2 separate regions of the Drosophila melanogaster genome follow, and region 1 is linked to region 2. A link is a contact called in public Hi-C data. All regions are on one chromosome and are shown on one strand. The core of a region is the stretch at or near the end of the contact, and the rest is flanking DNA. Distances in the headings are between cores, read along the strand shown.

Region 1 (4,212 bases), core at 1,660-4,159, 3.5 Mb after region 2:
TTGGCTCTCCCCCTTTTGCCGCATCATTCTGACAGTTATTGTGTGGTCTCCGCTTCACACCCACATTCGCCAGGGCCGCGAGAATCATGCGGAGCATACGAAAATCGCTCAGCTGGGATTTTCCATGTGGTTTTGTGCGGTTTTATGGACTTTTCGGACTACCGATTGTTTTTCATTGCTTTTGCGCTGGTCAAGGAGATATTTTGGGATGTGTGAAATTCCGTGACGGCTAACGGAAGTGTGGAATTACTTAAAAAGTCAAGGTGCAAATTGGCATTATTAAAACGAAATTAAGTCAAGGGAGTTGCATGTGAAATGAATTCAATGAAGCAGGAAGTTAACATATCTAAGGAATAACAAAAAAATGTAATAAAATAAAAGATTGGATAAAAGCTTAAATTAAGACAATAACATATAATCAATTAGTATTATTAGATAAAAGTGGGCAAAATATTGAAAATCTTTTAATCCATACCTTTCAACAACTTATCAATGATACTATTCTAGTTATAAAGAGTAAGACTTTAAATATCTCTGGCAACTGGTTCCGATTATTTCAATATCTTCTGCATCCCTGGCATCTACGCAACTTGAATTTCCAGGCTTGCCGCTTGTGTGCGTGTATCTGTGTGGGCCGCTCGCAGCTCGCGAGCGTGTGTGTGCGTGTGTATGCGAGGCAATGGCCAAGACGTCACCCGTCTGTTCGCTGCAGTGGGAAAGAGAGAGGAGTGGATAGCGGGAGAGACAGAGGCAGAGGCAGCGGAATGGAGCGAGCGGTCGGTCTTTGCCGTCGCCAGTTGCCAGTTGTTCAGTTATTTTTCGCTTTTTGTTAAGGCAACTTATTGAAACGCGACTGCAGCAAACGGCAGCGGAAAGCCACGCGGCCGTCTCCCTCTCACTCTCGTTCTCGCTCGCGCCACTCTCTCTGTCTCTCTCTCTCACCCCCGTTAATCGGCCGCAGTCCATCAGTGCCACCCAACCTCCCCCGCCCCTACGCCCCACGCCCACTAGTGCTCTCCCGCTCGCGCGCGCCGCGAGCCACGTTGGTTGGAGCGAGACAAAGATTCCCCGCCCCCCAAAGGAAATCCAGCCAACTTGTTGTTGTTACACTTGATTGTTTAACACTTTCACAAGTGCAAAGCCAGAACATTCCCAACAAACCGTCAAAAAACTGTGTGATATCTGCAATACAGCAACGCTTTTTTCCCGCAGAGCGGTAGAAATCCGTGGATAATTACGAAATATTCAACCTAAAGTCGTTCAAAGTTCGATAAACAACGGTGTGTGGAGCGGGGCGTGGTTCGCCCGACTTTAATCTACAGAATTGACTGGAAAAGGCCAAAAAGGCGAAAAGAGAGTGTGTGTGTGTGTGCTCGTGTGCTGGTGTTTGATTGTGTGTGTGAGTGCCAGCTGCACATGTAAGTTTTGTTTATAATCGCCAACTGGAGAGCAGCAACAATGAAAGTCAAAGTGGAGCGCACAACGAAAAAGCCCGCCATCAGAAAGCCCGAGGATCCAGATCCGGCGGAAGAGGACAGGGTCAAGATGGTGCAGGATGACCCAGAGGACCAGGAGAACCAGGCGGTGGATGAGGAGGAGCTGGACTTTCTGCCCGCCGATCTAAGCGCTGCGATATCGACGGCGACAACGAAAATAGCAACACCGACGCGCAATCTTATCGTAAGTGCGATACTCTATTTGTGTACCCTACATACGCGGGAGTATTATCAGTCGGAGAACGGGTTGACTTTACAACTGTTACTTTCTTATAGGTCACATGCACCTTGGTAGCTCGGTCATATGCTAAAAGAATCTAAAGAAACTTGACCAATAAGCCCAAAATTATTGTGCTACCAATAGCGAATGGTTGCCTTGAAATTCCCTTGCAGATAGTTGAATCTAGAAAATAAGATGATTATTCACTTATGAATTCGCACACTGAAAGGGTATTCGCGCTTCGTTGCCATCTGGTTTTATTGCTATTCACTCGGATTAATAAAGAGGAAGTGGGATAGAAGAGGATAGGTACGGTCGGGCGGTACAAACTGGTACTGCATAGAACGCAATAATTCCGTACTCCCCCCGGTTTTGGATATGAATCTCAACATATCTCACAGAAAGCGTCTGAATGCTAAGGCTGACTTTGTCTGTGAGGCGAAAACATATAGAAAACGGCACACATACGGGTCTGGAAACTTGTTTAAAAAATATATTGAACTTTTTGTTTTTTGTTGTTGCCTTGTATACTCGTCTGCCTTTTTTTTTATTATGATTATTCGCCGAATTGTGTGGTGCGCATTTTGTTGTAGCTTTCCATTGTTATTGTTGCCGCTGTCTCGTTTTGGTTTTTATTTCGTATTTACTTTGTCGACATCTTTGGAATTTCAATTTACACTTTTGTTGTTGTTTCGCGCTGTCACTGTGCCGCTCTCTCACGCGCACAAGGCAGTTAAATGGCAGAGAGAGAGAGAGAGAGAGAGAGCCAGAGAGCGCGAGCAGCTCACACAGATACTTTTATCGCATGCGAGAGAGGCAGACGTGAGTGGGAGAGCGCGACGAGTGCGAGTGAGTGGCTTATTGTGCATTCCCTCGTTGCACTTGATTCGTAGTCGCAGCCAAGGTTGCCCTCTTTGCATTTGTTTTTCTATTGTTCCACTATCTCTCTGTTTCTATTTCGTTTGGTTTTCGGACATTCCCCTCACCATCCATCGCCATCCCCTGTGTATCTTGTATCTGTCAGATATTTGCACCCTGCATCTGTTTCTTTTTTTGTGGCGTAGGTGCGGTCTTTATTGCTGCTTGATTCTCGTTCGCAACACGTGCATCGCCAATTTCATATTGCTGCACTGTGGCCAATAAGCCAAGAAACCGCTCGGAGGTCAAGGCTTTCGCTTCCGTTTCTAATTGGATTCCACTTGGGACTGCGGCAAGCTATGAAATACTGGATAGCATATCTATCTGAAATTTGTATTTGCCGCATTTTGGTGTGATTTTAAATTTAACTTTGACGAAGCTTATTGATTTTCAAAGATATGTTTTTAAATGTCTATGCTAACTGTCTATATCCTTAGGTGGACATATATATTTTTTATTTTATTAGCAATAATGACTGCCACTTTCGGCTGCCTTTAGAATTCAAAGGGAAATCTTGAATGCGAAAATAGACTTGTCTTCTGTTCGGCACGCAAATCCCCCGGCTAATACCAGACTTGACAAGCGAAATATATATATGTACATATATATCTTTCCACCCCGATTTCCCATTCGGCTGACATTCGAAATTATGCTGCAGTTGATTTTGCCATAGAATTAAATCCAATGCCAAGGTCAAGTGGCACTCAGATGCTGCGGCTCACCCCCGTTCTTCCCCCCCCGAATACCTCGAATCCCCCCTCGAATCTCGCTGGTATTCCACTTAGAATGTCAAGCGACTCACGCGTCGAAATGTTTGAGATGCAATGTTGGGTATGGTGATAGGATGGGGATATGGCGATCGGGATGGTGGGCTTGGGGTTGTATTTTGCGATTATATGTATACTGAATATGGTGCTGTGCACTTGAACAACTCAAATTGCCTTTTTCGCATTGCGCTGCATAAAACATGCAGCGTGCTACATAAATATTCCATGCATTAAAAGCAAACGCATTAAAAGTCACGAGCAAATCGGCTAACGAGCAGCGAACTCTCCTCGGAGATAACCTTTTTACGGATTTTTATGTTTGCACACTCGGGGTCAAGAGAATAGGGTTTAATTAATTGCAAAACACAAGCTGGAGATCACATGAGATCACTATAGGTATAGGATAGGATTAATCCTAGAGATTGTGTTATTAGGTGATCACAACCACTTTCTGCCAATAATAATTGCCTACATTTATATTTGATTCGTTTTAGTATTGATTTAAAAAAAAAGCCCTTTCGTTGCGACACCAACTGTACAGAACAGAACCGCAGATTCGTTTTTTTTAGCGCTTTATAATCACGATCGGATATCCAGCAGAAATTGCCAATTTAATGTGCGCATCAACTAAAAATAAATAAATATAAAATTGCCAATGCTTCGGCCGCCGCCTTTGTTGCCATCGACATCAGCGTGCTCACTTAGCCAGCAAATAAATAAATAAATGCACACACATCACAACAAAACACAACAAAATAAACAATTAATTATTGTTGTTCTTGTCTTGTTGTAATTTCGTCTTCGGTTCCTA
Region 2 (4,035 bases), core at 1,323-3,822:
CAAGATAACAAACTCACTGAATAGTTTAAAGTGCAGCAGACGTGCACATTTAAATTGAAAGCAAAAAAAAAAAGAACCCCGACAAGAGCCGGCAGTGCGGCTTTGATCTTAAATCACAGATATATTCTACCCCATCAAATAAATCAAATTCGCGGAATCCCAGAGTCGTCTACATGCGTGCGGAAACTCTTAATTTGAGCACAAAGTGGATTCTACTGCGATTCCCTCTGAAAAGAGAACAATGAGTGCATAAATGGGCATTATCAGCGCCTGCACTCGTATTTGATCAACTTCGAATTGCCTTTTGTGTTCCACTATCAATAAGTAATCAAAGCCACACTTCCTTCCTTAGATAATAGTCTGGAAAATGGAAGCTCCGCCTTGATTTAATTTGAATTCGCTTCACCCTCACCCCACAACCCGCTATATCAAGCGAAGGGTGAAGCGTTTAAACGAGCGTTAAATTCACACCCCTAAAATGCCGCTAAAAGATCGCTTTCACACTTTAAAATGCCATAGATAATGTCCACAGAGAGATCTTTAGATCGGCCCAAAGTAAATATGAATTAGTCGGGGTCTTATTGACTCAGCGTCACACGCCGTAGATGGATGGATGTTCCGTTCCGCTCGGATGGGTTTTAGTTAAATGTAAAAGTTCGGGCATGTTGCCATATGATCGATGGCTGGTGGACGTTGATCGAGCTCCACATTGATAAGACTTTGTGTTAGGGGCGGATGTTTGAGCTCGTAGGGGATAAGTGGTCGATAAAATTCGATAGAAAAAGAAAATTAGAATGCAATTAATAAAAATTAACGTTTCTCTTGATCTTTGCGAAGACAAAGACCCATAAATATATTTTAATTAAGACATTGCATAATTTGAATACATAAATCTTGTCGTGACGATTCTTGGGGCAAATTAGCAATTAAACGCGCCATCTTTATCGGCAATCATTCATTTCGCATCTTCTGGCATTTTCACGACTCGTTTGCGGGCATCGCAGCTATTAATAAATATATATCTCCTGGCGTAAGTAGGGCATGCAAACGCCGCTCAGACCTGACACAAAAAAAAAAAATGGCCCAGAAGAAAATTGCTTTTCTGTTGATTTTTCACAGTCTCCGGTCGCGTGTTCACAGAAAAAATATTCGGCTGGTGTGTTCCATAGAACTGTAACGGTAATGAAATGCACTGCTAAAAATAAAGTCATCGTGCGCTATACGCCTTACGATATTATTGAGAACTTTCATGGAAATATAGATAAATAATAGTGGAATTTAAAATACACATTCAACATGGCATATTTTATTGCATATTTTCCAAGAAAATATCTCAAACAAAAAAAAAAAAAAAAAACCAAAAACTTTCCTTGTGGCATTGACTTTTGGCTCGATGCCCCAAACTTTTTATGACTACTGGGAACCGAGTAGAATTTGCGATGAGCTCATTAGAGTCGATTCTCCGGTCATGTTGTAAGCGCCTGATCGTCGTCCGATCTGTGTACCGACTTCATGGGATAATGCGTAGTTATAAAAAGACAGTTAACTATAATCAAGAGCCTTCATGTGAAGCGGGCGTGTAGGGCTGAGTGGGTGTGGTTCCAATGCGATTTAAGGTAATTGACTATAAGTACCCATGACGAACTTCTGGACAGTTCCCCAGTGGAAAAAAAAAACTGGATTTATTTCTTATCGCAAAACTTGCGATAACCAATTTGTATATGTTCATTCAGGGAGCGTGCCGATTTTTTAGTTTGCGAAATTGAGTTGTTATGTTTTCTGAGTCATTGTCGAGCGGGTTTTGGTAGCCGGGGATTAAATCTGCTGTATCATCTTGGTCCAGCGTTTATTTCTATTTGCTTTTAATTTCACAATCAAAACAGCAATAATAAAACCGTGCCTTATCTTACGGACATATCTCCCCAAGCGTCGTCTCGCTCTAATTTGGATTTTTCCTCTCTCTCTCGCTCTTTTCTTGCAGCTGGCGCCCGACGGTGGGAATTTCATCAGCTGTTGTTGTTGTTCATTTCACAGCAGCAGTCGGCCTAATAAAAATGCAATTTTTATGGTTAAGAAAATAGTGCGCGAACGCCGTTGTGTTGCACATTGGAAATTGTGCAGAAGCCAGAAGAAAATGTGTCTTGGAAAATGGAAAAGCACGAGCAGCAGTAGCACCAGCAGCAGCTATAACATTGAGCCAGTGATGTAATACAGAGCAAAAGTGAAGCGGCGGCAATTGGCATTGCAAAAAAGAAACAGATTATACAATTTGTGTTGCTGCCGCACTGAACTAGGACAACAGCAGCAACAACAGCAGCAGCAACAACAACCACTAGTGATAAAGACCGGCTGGCAACAGTGCAGCGGCCACTTGCAGCAACATAATTTCAAAGTCGGAGCGTGGGAATCGCAAATCACGGCAGTGGCAGCAACAACAGCAACTGCAGCAACACTCGAGCACTCGTGGCTCTCCGGATCGCTCATTTCGCTCGCCGTTCTCGCGCTGGCGTTTCTCCGTTTCGCTCGCACCCGCCTGTGGAGCAGTCGCGTATATTTGGAGGCGTTGGGGCGAACGCTCACGACAGTTGTGCTTGGAACGCTTCGGAGTGAAGATCGTGCTCGTCCGATCGGTGCGCGTGATAAATACACGGCGAACAAAATTGAGTCAAGAGTCAGACGGTCGCAAGACAATTGACAAGACACGAAAAATCATAATAAACACAAGTGGAAAAGCAACTGCTTGAGAGCAAAAAAGAAATTGTTTTTTACAAATCTCGCACGTAAATTAGCAAGCGTTCGCAAGAAACAAACCGCATACAATACTGAACACAAAAAAAAGGGTATTCAACAAAAAACCAAAAATATTTGGCTGCAAATGTGAAGAGACGAGAGACAGCGGATATACTACCGAGTGAAATTTGTGTCATAAGCAGAGCCAAAACAAAACCGAAAAGCCAAATTCAATAAAAGGCCATAAGTGACTGTGAAACTGTAAAGTGATGTGTGGTAATCGAAAAACAGCATAAAGAATGGCCATAGACCTCCTGATCCTGGCCCTGCTGCTCGTCTCGTTCCTGATCAACCTGCTGGCGCTGTGTGCCTTTTGGATAACGCCTGGCTTGAGGACCACCGCCAATCGCTTTACGATCAACCTGCTGGCCATCAATCTCATTGGTTGCTGCATCTTGGCCCCCACTTTGTTCCTGGGACTGCCGGGAAAGTCTGCGGAGGCATCCACTTCCAACGCCGAGACCCTGGAGTTCTTCTCGAAGCCGGGAAACCATCAGGTGATACTTCGTCGCAATGGCCAGCTGGTGGAACAGGACGGCGTGGTGGTGCGAAGGAACATCAGCGAAAACGGCGATACGGTGGAGACCTTCTTCAAGTGCAATGCCACCTACTGTCGCGAGTTGACCATCGATGAGCGCGGAGATGGTGGCTTTGTCATCACGGAAACCGAGACACACGAAGAGAATCTCTCGGCCTTTGAGAGCTTACCCACGGAGGCTCCCATTTTGCCGCCCGTCCAACTGAGATGTTGGTCCATAGACATGACTGCTGCGCTGGGAGCTCTGGCAGTACTGCTCGTGGTGGGGGACACCTGGTGTGCCGTTACGGATCCCCTGCGCTACCACAGTCGCATTTCGGGCGTGAAAACCTGGATCTTCATAGCACTCACCTGGGTGGTGGGCATACTCTTTGGAGCCCTTTCCGCCTTCCGAGTTTTGGACTTTGAGGCGGACGCCCTGTTCAGCAGACAACGCCGCCTGGCAGTCACGTACTTCAACATCAGCAGCACCAATAGTATTTTCGGAGTGGTGTACGCCAGTGTCTACTTCATCGTGATCATCCTCCTGCCCTTCGGCTTCGTGTGCGGAATGTACTGGAGGATATTCAGTGAGGCGCGCGGAAATGGGCTGCGCATGCGCCAGAATGGCTCTTCGCCGCTGCTGCAGAGCGCCTTGAATCTGACGGCTGGCCAGCAGGCGGCTCAAGCCAACCAGTTCTCCAATAGCTTGTGTGTTCATCGGCATT

What was found. A called contact is a pair of places that touch in the nucleus more often than the background predicts.
Region 1: a contact with region 2 is called in a Hi-C map of the Kc167 cell line, with 2.3 times the contacts expected there. A contact is called at or near these places in 3 of 107 Hi-C or Micro-C datasets (the Kc167 cell line, the S2 cell line and embryo).

What each region holds. Positions count from the first base shown.
Region 1 is chr3R:29,772,142-29,776,353 of dm6, forward strand. lncRNA:CR46110 (long non-coding RNA:CR46110) reads right to left here and starts at 2,910. Exons shown (of 1, transcript NR_133481.1): 1 at 2,183-2,910. All of the region lies in intron 1 of kay (kayak), which reads left to right.
Region 2 is chr3R:26,227,676-26,231,710 of dm6, forward strand. It overlaps CG12290, which reads left to right and starts at 2,573. Exons shown (of 1, transcript NM_001300611.1): 1 at 2,573-4,035. The coding sequence starts at 3,030. It overlaps lncRNA:CR44320 (long non-coding RNA:CR44320), which reads left to right. Exons shown (of 3, transcript NR_125267.2): 3 at 1,982-2,593.